Linked DNA regions of Oryctolagus cuniculus: all the other regions are linked to region 3. The links are chromatin contacts, called in public Hi-C and Micro-C maps. All regions are on one chromosome and are shown on one strand. The core of a region is the stretch at or near the end of the contact, and the rest is flanking DNA. Distances in the headings are between cores, read along the strand shown.

The links. A called contact is a pair of places that touch in the nucleus more often than the background predicts.
Region 1: a Micro-C map of ear pinna shows a contact between it and region 3, with 4 times the contacts expected there. The contact joins the promoter of AP3S1 here to the promoter of TMED7 in region 3. A contact is called at or near these places in 4 of 6 Hi-C or Micro-C datasets (ear pinna, psoas muscle, skin fibroblasts and 1 more).
Region 2: a Hi-C map of liver shows a contact between it and region 3, with 4 times the contacts expected there. The contact joins the promoter of CDO1 here to the promoter of TMED7 in region 3. A contact is called at or near these places in 4 of 6 Hi-C or Micro-C datasets (ear pinna, liver, skin fibroblasts and 1 more).

The regions. Positions count from the first base shown.
Region 1 is chr6:6,049,297-6,053,322 of mOryCun1.1, forward strand. It overlaps AP3S1 (adaptor related protein complex 3 subunit sigma 1), which reads left to right and starts at 1,882. Exons shown (of 7, transcript XM_070076018.1): 1 at 1,882-2,082. The coding sequence starts at 2,014. It overlaps ATG12 (autophagy related 12), which reads right to left and starts at 1,833. Exons shown (of 4, transcript XM_051844094.2): 1 at 1,357-1,833. The coding sequence starts at 1,522.
Region 2 is chr6:6,031,865-6,035,856 of mOryCun1.1, forward strand. It overlaps CDO1 (cysteine dioxygenase type 1), which reads right to left and starts at 1,400. Exons shown (of 5, transcript XM_017340994.3): 1 at 1,015-1,400. The coding sequence starts at 1,184.
Region 3 is chr6:5,870,224-5,874,429 of mOryCun1.1, forward strand. TMED7 (transmembrane p24 trafficking protein 7) reads right to left here and starts at 2,574. Exons shown (of 3, transcript NM_001204345.1): 1 at 2,371-2,574. The coding sequence starts at 2,574.

The sequences.
Region 1 (4,026 bases), core at 632-3,131, 180 kb after region 3:
GCCCGGGGACGGTCAGCACCAGCTACTCAGCCCTCGGAGCGGGCGGCTGCTAGGTCCACCATCTCCCCCGCTCACCCTGCCTCGCGGCTGGGAGAACCCTGGCCTGCTTCAAACACCTTTCTTCCTCGCTAGAAACCAAGTTTTATATCACAACAGCAAATTCGAAGTTTGCCCCTGCTTATGGTAAACTAGAAGAAAAAAACAGCCAGAGTTCTGTGAGTTCCAGGGTTCTGCTGGAGAAATACCGCGGTGGGTGTCTACAGAAATGACCCCAGCGCACCGCGGGGGAGCGACGGGACCGTCCCAGGGTCAGGGCCGCACCGGGGGTCCCCGGGGTCAGGGCCGGGCCGGGGGACCACAGGGCGGGAGGGGCCGAGTCCCTGAGGTCAGAGCTGCACCGGGGGTCCGCAGGGCGGGAGGGGCCGGGTCCCCGGCGTCCAGGCTGCACCGGGGGTCCACAGGGAGGGAAGGGCCGGGTCTCCGGGGTCAGGGCGGCACCGGGGGTCCACAGGGAACGAAGGGCCGGGTCCCTGAGGTCAGGGCCGCGCCGGGGGTCCACAGGGAGGGAAGGGCCGGGTCCCTGAGGTCAGGGCCGCGCCGGGGGTCCGCGGGGCGGGAGAGGCCGGGTCGCCGGGGTCAGGGCCGCGCCGGGGGTCCGCAGGGAGGGAAGGGCCGGGTCGCCGGGGTCAGGGCCGCGCCGGGGGCCCACAGGGCGGGAAGGGCCGGAGGGAGCGCCGCCCGCGACGAGGCAACCTCGGGATTCCAGCCGGCTTTCGTCTGTCCTGCGGGCAGCTCCCACGCTGCAGAGCGCTCAGGACAGCCCACCCCAGAGCACCCCGCAGTTCACAGGGGCACGCGAACTCTCGAGGGCCCATCTCGCCGGCAGAGGGCCCACACTCTCGGGCAGAGCGCGCCTCTGCCTTTACTGTTTCCTTGGCGGTTCTCGCGCTGCGTAAAATTCCAGGTTTTTTTTTTGTTTTTGGTGCAAGAAGTGAATTTACGCTCAACCGTGGGAAAACCCCGGACGGGTGGAGGGCAGGAATTCTAAGTCTTTTCGCCTTGATCATTACTCAGACGAGGCGCTCCTCGGCTAGTGCGCAGAGCTGCCGAGACCTCAGCCGGCGCGCACCTGCAGACGCGGGCGGGCTGGCCCAGGCTGCGCTGCCCGGCCGGACGCGGTGGTCCGGGCCCGGCTGCGCGCCCCCGAGCGCTCGAGCGGGCTCCCGCGAGGGGCGCTCCCTCAGAGAGCGCTCACCGCCTGCTTTCTGAATTTCGCTTCTTTATCGGCCTCCACCCCTGCAGCCGCGCGCGTCTAACCACCCACCTCCCTGCCCACAAGGAAGCTCCCCAAATTACTTTTCTTCTTGGTGTCGCCAGGAGGCTCTTCCGTCCCCGGGGAGACGGCAGCGGAAGAAGGGGGCTCCGGCGTGGCTGTTTCCGGGGAGCCCTCCGGGAGTCCTTCGCCGCCAGCAGCAGCAGCGAGCGGAGGAAGAGGCAACACTGCCTCCGGCTCCTCCGCCATCTTCCCTGGGAGGCAGCGGGGGGCGGAAGTGACGGCTGAGCACGTGCGGGGGGCGGGCCCTGCACGTGGAGTGTCTCAAAGGACGCTCAGCTGTAGGGGAGTCTGACCCGACAGTGGAAGTTGGGGTCGCCGGTGAGTCCCCCAAATCGAGCTGTCGCTGGCTCTGACCGTTAAGGTAGCGGATAATGTCTACTCCGGAGAGAGACATTCGGGAAGGGGGTCGTGGGTAAAGTCCTCTTGGGCGGCCCAGCGCGCAGACACCCCGCGCCCTGTGGGCCCCGCCCGGTCCATGTTTCCGCTTCCTCGGAGCCAGCCCCGCCCCTCCCGGCCCCGCCCCACCGAGGCCCCGCCCCGCGGCTCGGGAGCGCGCGCGCGCGCGTGGCAGGGGGCGGGTGGGGAAGGCTCGCCGGCCAGATCCTGAGGCGAGGCTCGCGCGCCCGCCCCCGCCCCGGCCGCCAGCGCCCACCGGGTCGGCCCGGCGCGGCCCAGCCATGATCAAGGCGATCCTTATCTTCAACAACCACGGGAAGCCGCGGCTCTCCAAGTTCTACCAGCCCTACGTGAGTGTCCGGCCGCCGCGGGCCGGCCGAGGGGCAGTCGTTGGCGGCCGCCGCCTCGGAGCGACCCCCTCCGGCGCGCGGCGGGCCTGGGGCTCGGGGTTGTCCGCGTCGGGTGGGCGGGAGCCGGCCGCCCCCGCCCCGCCGCCCCCGGCCTCGGACGTGGCTCCCCGGCGGCGGCGCGGGCCCTGGCGGCCGCGGCCCCGGCAGGTGCGCCGGCCGGCTGCTCTGCTCCGGGGGCCGCCCCTGGCCTCCGCGCTCGGTGCGGCCTCCGGGGCGTGCGCCCCTGGCCCCGAGCCCGGGCGACCCGGCGGTGTCTGCGGTGAGGACCTGCGGGTCCTGTCCGCGCCGCCCGGGAGCCGCGGTCGCAGCCTCCGGCCTGGCGTATTCCTGCGGGAGGGAGTTGGCCCTGGTGCACAGTTTCGCCTCTGGTGAATAGCAGTGCCGGTGACAGCGTGTCTTTGGGAAGCGGAAATAACGCTGGGCGCTGCTGACGAGTGCGGGAGGGTGGGTGGGCCCGGGCCGCCGGCTAGGGCTAGCGGGAGGTGCGCCTGTCGTGTGGTGTCGGGGTGCCCGAGACGCCCCCGCGGCTCGTGCGAGGGCAGACGACAGCCCCAGATGGGGGTCGTTGCTGCCTTGACAAGTGCTGGAAACGCTGCCGCGGACGCGGAGGCGTTAGCTGGAGTGAGCGATCCGGGCTGCTGGGCTGTGTGCTGGGGCCAGCAATGAAGAGTCGCTTCCAGGCCCCCCGCCCCGTCCAACCTGAATCGGAACGCGCCGCCGAATTCCACCGTCATTTTCATCCAGGATGAGATTCTGGTTGCTCCGTCCGAGTGAAAAAAAAAAAGCCACTAAATTGTTTCCCTTTTGCTTCGCATACAGTACTCGCCTTTGTTGACAGTCTCTCCTGGCCGTTTCGCCGGTGCCATCATAGAAAGAATTCAGAAACAAACTTCCTCAGGTGTAGAATGAACTACAGTTCCGCAGTGAGCAGCGTCCCCAATACGGGCAGTGGATCCACTCGTGCCGTGCGGGTTTAGGACCGGGTCTTTCTCCTGCCCCGCGGGGATGGAAGTGCAGTTTCGCTGTCCTCCGTCGGTTGCCGTCACGGTCAGCGTGGGCAGAGGCACTTGGGGCAGCAGTGGGGCTCAGGTGGCATTTTTGGTGGCGCATGAGTGACAGTGCTCCTGAGATGGGAGCAGCGAGCTGCAAAGTATTAAAAAAAAAATGTGTTGGTTACTGGCTGTGTAGAAGTGGGGTCCTAGAAGACGTGTCTGTTTATCAGTCTTTGATAAATTGCATTTGTCTTTCAGGAATAATTTAAGATCACTGATTGGTTCCGAATCCTCCCCCAGATCTAACCTCTGTGGAGGTGAAGCTTTCTGATGCATTGGTTTCACCCATTTGTAAGCACTGTCGTTTACCTCCTGAGTGTACAGACACTGTTTGAAAGTCTGGAGAAGGCGCAGACATCGGGCCTGGCGGTTAAAATGCCTGCCTCTTTCATCGGCGTGCCTGGGTGTGATTCCTGCCCGTGCCCCACCAGCTTTCTGCCGGGGGGCACACGCTGGGAGGCATTGGTGAGGGTTCCGGGGGATTGAGTTCTTGCCCCCGGCATGGGGCATGGGAAGCCTGAGCTGAGTTCCTGGCCCCTGGTCCACCGTGGACATTCGGGGAGGACCAGGTGCACCCACGCATTGTCTCTTAGGTAGGTGGAGGGCTGGGCGTAACAGCTGGAGGAGAGCGGGAGACTGCTGCTTGTGCCGGTGGGGCACAGACACAGCTGAGAAGCAGCCGACTTGGGGCTGCCAGGTGGTGATGAGCGCAGCGGACAGGACAGAGCCGTGAAGGGGGAGTGTCGGAGACCGGGTCCTCGATGAGTTCTCGCTGAGGAGCGGGGAGGAGCAGGGGTGCAGAGGCCTGGAGGGGAGGCTGCGGCTGTGCAGG
Region 2 (3,992 bases), core at 150-2,649, 160 kb after region 3:
ACAGGGGCCTCCCACCCAGCATGCCCAATGCCCGCCTCTGAGAGCAAGCTTTTTCTGCACCCAAGTAAACTTCCTTTAATTCCATTTTTCCATGGGCTTTTTCAAAGTCCCTCTGCCGCGCTATCCGCCTGTTACAGCGCCGCGCGCCGGGGTTAGTTGGAACAGCCCCGCCGTCCCGAGCTCCGACAGAGGCAGTCTGTGTGGGTCACGCAGCCTGCTGCCTGCCTACCATCCTCCGCCGGTGACCAGGGACACGACGGGCCTTTCTGAGGAGGGTCCTGGCCCCCGCAAGCCCTTGTTCACCTGCAGAGCACACGGGCAGCACTTGAGAGTGTGGACACTGTAGCAGCGTCACTCCCAGCCACAGCTGGACCGACCACGAGCCGGGCCGACAGGGGCCCAGGGAACTGCTACCTGCAGGTGGGCAGTGGGCTCCTAAGTTGGACTCGCTTTTCCCAATGCAGGTCCTCCAACAGAGAGGAAGGCCGAGGAAACCTCACAGCACTCACGAAAACCGCCTCCAAGAAAAACAAACCGGACTCTGGGCTTGTTTTCCTCCCTCTGCTCCCTCCCTCCCCTCCCCGACCGGCCCTGCGGACGCAGGAGCTGCTGCCCCGCGGACACGCAGCTCCGCCCGCGCCCCAGGCCGGCCGGGACCCCGCTTCTCCGCGGCGCGCGGGAAGCGCGTCTCCAGCCTGCACCACGGGATGAGGAGGCGGCTCGTGCCCCGCTGGAAACGCCGCATTCAGTCTGAAACCCGGTGGCTGATGTGACCAACCGGGCACCCGGCAGGTCGGCGGTCACGAAGGCGCGTGGGTGAGGGCAGCCAGGGCGCAGTGTCGCCAGGCAGAGGCCCGACGCACCGCCGCGGGCGTCCACGGAGCTGCGGGCGAGCCTGCCGCGCGCCGGGCCGCCTCGGTCTCCACCAGCGAGGCCGGCAGCGTCCACCTTGCGCGAGCTAGGGCCCTGCGCCCCCTCGGCGGACCCAAGGCCCGGCCGGGGCGGCGCGCTCACCTGTATTGGTCGAACTTGGCGTAGAGCGCCCACTCGGCGGGGTCGCTCTCGTAGGCCTCCAGGACGGCCTGCACCTCCTCCACATGGACCTCGTCGCCGGCGAAGAGCTGGTGCAGGATGCGGATCAGGTCGGCCAGGCTTCGTGGCTTCAGCACCTCGGTCGGCTCCATCCCGGGGGCCCAGGCGCGCGTCTCGCTGCGGCTGCGGGCTAGGGGCCCAGGCGCGCACCGGCACACAGAGGCGCAGCCCGCACGCACCGACTACTCCCTGGCCCCCGCGATCGAGACGCCACCGCAGGCAGCGCGGCGCTCGCCAACCCGCATCAACTCCGCCGAGGGCGTCCTCCCGGGCCGCTTTTAAGCCTCGGGACTGAACCATCGGCCCTCGGGGGGTGGAGCGAGTGGGAGCCACCCCGGAAAAGCGGCGGAGGCGGGGAGGGCGTGCCGACCAGGCCCCCATGCGCACAGCCCGGGGCTCCCGCTCGCTGCGGGCGCTGCCAAGCGCCCCGCTGTCTCCCGCGGCCCTGCGCCCGCGGCAGGGCTCGGGCACCTCGCCCCCTCCTCAACCGCGCGGTCTGCCCGCCCACCACAGCGCGCGCCCGCGCAGCCTCCCCGCAGGCGGCCCCCTGCCCAGACGTGGACAGAAAGGGCCGCGGAGGAAGGATTGGGGAGGACGGCCCGGGGCATGGGCGGACCCCCTCCTGCCAAACGCAGCTGAAGACTCGTTGGGGGTCAGCGAATCCAGAGGGGGCTGGGCGCGGCTGCTCGGTCGCCTGGGAGCTTGGCTGGGGTCCGAGGCAGGGGCCGGTGTCTGGACTGAGACGCAGAGCCGGGACGTCGGTCGCGTTTGCACAGAGGCGGCTGGGGTCTCTCCAGGGTGAGAAGGTGGAGAGCCAGCCCCCAGGAGCCTCTGGCTGTAGTCTCAGACGCTGCCCAGCGGTGTATCCGGTGGGGGACTCTCACCTTGCCACTGACTGCTGGCGGCCGCGGGCGGGGGTCCGGGGCCTGCGCCTCTGGGGTCACGCATACCGAGACACATTTGCGTGTCGTGGGTCCCGCCTCGCGTGCCTGGGGAGCGCCGCGAGTTACACCAGGTTGAAATGAGAAGAAACACGTGGAGGAGGAAATGCAAGTGTGGGTTCCTAGGGCATGATTCCGACTCAGGACTGTAAATCCTGGACTCCCGCAGAACTGGCCGCCGCAGGTGCCCTTCAGGGTATTGCGGGAGTCACTGACTTGCACACTTTTGTCTTCTCAATTTTGGAGCACCTTAATTCCCTATCGTCAGCTCTCCTAACCCATTCCTCTTTGGAACCGGCAACAGAAATCAAATACGAGCTTAGGCTTCGCATTGCATATCTGGCACTCCTCTGACGGTTCACTTTCTGCGTTCTCCAGTCCCTCGCGGATCTTCAGTGTCCTCGAGGATCTCTGCTGGTCACTCACACTCGCGTTTCCTCACCGGCTGTGCTCTTAAACCCTCCCCTGGCCCGCAGGCAGTGTCAGCCTCCACCTGGCGCCTCCCCATTCTCACAGCTGGGTGCAGTCTGACACCCTCTGCCACTTCAGTGTTTGCAACTCCTGTCCAGAGGTTCCACCTGTTGCAGCCGGGCGCCGGGGCTCTGCGGGGACCTCGCCAGCACCACTGCCCCTCTCTGTCACTGCAGCGTCTCTGCCTCCATTCCTCTCAGGATTCACCTCCGTGCAAAGCTTGCTGCTCTCCTTCAGTCTGTTTCATTGCGGCTGGATTCCTGTGCCAGCCTCCAGAAGTTGGTTCCATGGTTCCAGCTCCCCCAATACAGACCCTTTGGATTAATTCCCTTCCTTTCCTTCTGCCTGTATTCTACAAGGCCATTTCAGCATGTTCAAATTTTTATTTATTTATTTTTACAGGCAAAGTGAGAGAGAGAGAAAGGTCTTCTTTTTCCGTTGGTTCACCCCCCAAATGGCTGCCACGGCCAGTGCGCTGTGCCACCGATCCGAGGCCAGGAGCCAGGTGCTTCCTCCTGGTCTCCCATGCAGGTGCAGGGCCCAAGCACTTGGGCCATCCTCCACTGCCTTCCCGGGCCACAGCAGAGAGCTGGACTGGAAGAGGAACAACTGGGACAGAATCCAGCGCCGCAACTGGGACTAGAACCCGGGGTGCCAGTGTCGCAGGCAAAGGATTAGCCAAGTGAGCCACGGTGCCGGCCAACATGTTCAAATTTTAAAGTCTAGCACCTGCTTTCCTCTCAGATTGGCAATTTCTTTGCATTGACAACTGGAGCCTGAGCATTCGTCACTCTTTGGGGGCTGCGAACCCTTAGCACAGGCTCTGAGTTTTATTTTTATATCCTCATTAGTACTTTGTGCAGGACAGCTACTCAAGAAATATCTGGGTGCACGCATGGTGAAGCAAATTGGTAATTGGTAACTTCACTTGCCAGACTTTCTGTAGGGGTCCTGAGGTTCAGAGCTGTTTAGTAGACTGATGCCAGAATTCTCCCGCAGAGTTGCCAGTGCAACCTCACCCGTCAGTGGCATTATAGGCTCTATTACATAAGTAGAATGCCAAGATGTATTGAGGTAGTTCTATATGACTGAAGTGTTAAGAGACATTGTGCCACAGTGTTAAGCTGCTGTGTGCAACACAGGCATCCCATATGGGTGCTGGATTGAGTCCTGGCTGCTCCATTTCCAACCCAACTCCCTGCTAACGTGCCTGGGAAAGCAGCAGAAGATGGCTGGACTACTTGGGCCCCTGTACCCACATGGGAGACTTTGGGCTGGCCTAGCCTTGGCCATTGTGGCCATCTGGGGAGTGAATCAGAGGATGGAAGCTCTCTCTCTCCCTTTAACTCTGCCTTTGAAATAGATAAATCTTTAGAGACGGACGGCCAGACACTGGTATGGGGACAGACATCTAGAAAAAGGAACTAGACTCATTAGAGGTCTGGAGAGACTAACCACGTACACCGACCTGCCGAACCACCTGATACC
Region 3 (4,206 bases), core at 1,324-3,823:
GATCTCACGGACACCAGGCACAACTCATCAGTCTTGCTGGGATGAGTAGTGTCCACAAACTCCCCGAGGTCCTCCGACTGCCACTGTGCCTTGCATTTCTGAGTCAACTGGCAACTCTGGCAGCAGAGCTCGGGTTGACTTCAAGCCTGCCGGAGCTCACGCACACCCGTGTGCCTCACTTCAAGCCTGCCAGGGCTCACGCACACCCGTGCGCCTCACTTCAAGCCTGCCAGGGCTCACGCACACCCGTGTGCCTCACTTCAAGCCTGCCGGAGCTCACGCACACCCGTGCGCCTCACTTCAAGCCTGCTGTAGCTCACACACACCCGTGCGCCTCACTTCAAGCCTGCCAGGGCTCACGCACACCCGTGTGCCTCACTTCAAGCCTGCCGGAGCTCACACACACCCGTGCGCCTCACTTCAAGCCTGCCGGAGCTCACGCACACCCATGTGCCTCACTTCAAGCCTGCCAGGGCTCACGCACACCCGTGCGCCTCACTTCAAGCCTGCCGGAGCTCACGCACACCCGTGCACCTCACTTCAAGCCTGCCGGAGCTCACACACGCCCATGCGCCTCACTTCAAGCCTGCTGTAGCTCACACACACCCGTGCGCCTCACTTCAAGCCTGCCGGAGCTCACACACACCCGTGCGCCTCACTTCAAGCATGCCAGGGCTCACGCACACCCGTGCGCCTCACTTCAAGCATGCCAGGGCTCACGCACACCCATGAGCCTCACTTCAAGCCTGCCAGGGCTCACACACACCCATGCGCCTCACTTCAAGCCCGCCAGAGCTCACACACACCCGTGTGCCTCTGGTGCCTCTTCCTCCCGCCCCGGGCGCCGTGCAGGGCGACCCCCGTTGGTCCTTGCAGGCTGAGCGCCACCACCGCCTGGCAGCACTGTACCCACTGGATGCGCGCACTGCTGCATTCAACACGGTACAGCACATGTGCCAGGCAGGCTCCCGAGGCCATGGCCAGGCCACACCTTCGGGATGTAGCAGAAGGAGGTGCTCAGCGAGGATTAACGAGTCTGCACACTGACTCTGCTACTCGCCAGCTGGTGACCTCGGGTCTTGGCCTGTCTAAGCCTCAGTTCCATCAGCAAACGGGAAGGAAGGACTGCACCCGCTTCATATAAAACTTTCCTAAAAACTAGCCAATCTACCTGAAAGGCTGGGCCAACTGTCTACACGTGCGCAGCTGCTGTAGTGCGCGGAGCAGGAAGTGCAGCGTGGGCACCCATGACCAAGACCTGCAGAAGTGGTCACCGCGTCTCACGCCCCACCAAGTCCTGTGGGCGGCTACTCCGTCTCTCCAACCCTCCCTCTGTCCTCCTTCCCCACGGCCGCCACCCTCGGCTACGCCACCACCATTCTCTGCCTGGGCCACCCAGTGACCTCCTGACCAGTCTTCCCCACCCACCACACCTCACCGCACAAGGTGTCCCCCTGGACAACTCTCTGATGGCTTCCGGCGCTGTCGGGACAAACCAAATCCTTAAGTGGCCAGCAAGGCACTACCTGGCCGGGCCCTGCTGGCCTCTTCCCGGCTCCTCATCCGCAGTCCCCTGGACGCCGTCAGGGTCCTCCTGCTCCGTGTGTCAACCACGGGTCAGCCTCCCTCCTCCCTTACCAAGGCCTCTATCAACCATCCTTCTTATTTTAAAAAAAATTTCAGTTATTTATTTGAAAGGCAAAGTGACACCGAGAGAGGAATAGACAGACAACCCGCCCAAAAAGCCAAAATGGCCTGGACTGGGCCAAGCCGAAGCCAGGGGACTGGACCTTCATCTGGGTCTCCCGCAGGGGCGTCGGACTCCAGCAGGAAGCGGGACGGGACGCCGGCCGGGCACAGGCAGCACACCCTCGGCGCCCCACGCCGGACCCTGCACATCACCCTCCGCTCCGAGAGGAGGCCCTCAGGGACCCCGTGGCCCGACCAGACCCCGGGTACCGCTCCGCGAGCTCGGCTCTGGCGGCTGCATCACCGGCACTCGGAGGAGCCTAAGAGAGGCCAGCAGGAAACCACGTGCCGCTAAGCCAGTGTCCACTCCACGGAGGCCCGAGGCTCAGGAGGGGGCGCCCTCTACGCCCCCTTCGGCAGGCGCTCGCGCCGGGCACTCCTCCAGCGCCAGGAGCCGTACTGACCCCTGACCGGACCGGGGCAGCCCTGCCACGCTGGGGACGCGCAGGTGCGCTCGCGGGGCGGGTGGACACTGGCCACGGGGGGAGGAGCGGCTTTTAGGAGGACTGCTGTCCTTTGGATAAAGCAACTGTTTCCGAAGAGGGGCTTCCCCGCAGTCCACGCGTCTCGGCACGCGCGAGGCTGGCAAGGGGACGCCGGCGGCCCGCAGGCCCGCGCTACCTGGAACTCCAGGGTGCACTTGGTGCCCTGGGCGATGTCCTCGTAGAAGCACTGCTTGGCGTTGTCCGGCAGCTCGAAGGTGATCTCCGAGGCGCCGCCGGGCCCCGGCACCAGCAGCAGCAGCAGCGGCAGCAGCAGCAGCGGCGGCGGCGGCGCCGGCAGCCGGCAGCCCCAGCGGCGCGGCGCGGACCCAGGCCGCGGCATCCCGACACGGCGGTGGCCTCGACGGAGTCGGCGCTGCTCGGCTCCCCGCCGCGGCAGGCTGCGGGCCGTTCCAGGCGCAGGGCAGGCCGCTCCGGGCCCCGGGTGCGGGGAGTCGCCGCCGGGGTTCGACGAGGGGCGTCGAGCGGCCGGGGCCAGGAACCGGGCACGACCAGGGAGCTGAGAGAGGACCGGCAGCCAACAAGCGGAAAGGGCCCGAGCTAGCCGGAAGTGAGGGTGCGCGGGGGCGGGAAGGGGCGGGGCCGGAGGCACCTGCTCCAGCGACCCGGATGTGCTCGCCTCAGGCGGGAGGTGTCGTCGAGTGTACGTGGAAGACCGCGAAGCGTCGACTCCGCCCCCGCCGTGGCCGCGGGGCGGGGCGAGGCGGCGGGTGGGCGGGGGCCTGGAGGGGGTGTGGCCGGCGGGTCCCGGGCGAGGGGTGGGGCCGGCGGGGCCTGGAGGGCGGGGCCGGAAGTGGCCGCGACCGGTGGTTCGGGTGAGGGGCGGGGCCTGGAGTGGGCGCGGCCGGCGGTCCGGGCGAGGGGCGGGCCCGGAAGTGGGCGTGGCCTCTTGGCCTGGGCGGGGCGCTCCGCGGCTGGCGGCTTCTGTGCCCGGCTGCGGGCGCCGGGGCTCTTGACTCGGGTTCTGCCTCCGTGAATAAGGGCAATGACGCGGCGCGTACCAGGAAGGGTTACTGCAGGTGTCAGTGTCTGGGGCATGCACAGTGCAGTAAGTACCAGATACACCTCTGCTAAACAAGAAGTGTGTGTAGAGCACCGGGCAGGCGGGTGACCTAGCTGGTGGCGCTGCCTACTGTGCACGGGCACCGGGAGGCGGCACCTGCACGATGGATATACGGAAGCAGAAGGCAGGGGCCAGGCCGGGGGGGGGGCGGTGCGGGGCCGCCCCTCGTCCCCCAGAGGCCTGGGCACCTGTCGCCCTACGGTGGGGGGCGGGGATGGAGGAGACCCCCGGGGGCTCAGCCGCAGGGAGAACCAGAAGCTAGCGCTGTTTGTGCGCGTGCCTGGGAAAAAGGCTGAATTTGAAAGTTGAAAAGAGGGTTCTGCTTACTAGCGCTGTGACCTTGGACAAGGGACACTGCTCTTTTAATTCTTTTTGAAGATGTATTTATTTACTTGAAAGGCAGAGTTACAGAGAGGGGGAAGTGAGAGACAGAGATCTTCCATCCGCTGATTCACTCTCCAGCTGGCCACAATGGCTGGAGATGTGCCGATCCGAAGCCAGGAGCTTCTTCCAGGTCTCCCACGTGGGTGCAGGCGCCCAAGCACTTGGTCCGTCTTCTACTGCTTTCCCAGGAGCATTAGCAGGGAGATGGGACGGGGCAGTGGAGCAGCTGAGACTCGAACCGGCGCCCCAGGTGGGCTTTACCCGCTGCGCCCAGGGCTGGCCCCCAGCACTGCTCCAGGTCTTGGAGACTCACGGTGCAAGGAGAGCCGTGTGCTGGTTCATCCTGGAGAGGCTGGCGGTGATGGCGCCAGTGCAGACGAAGGCCCTGTGGCCAGCCAAGGAGGGAAGAGCCTGTGCCCGCCTTAGCCGTACAGCCAGCGCCCTGCGGCCACCGCCTTCTGCAGGCGCGGCCCCGGTGCCCCACGCCTCGCACTGCGCCCACCTCCT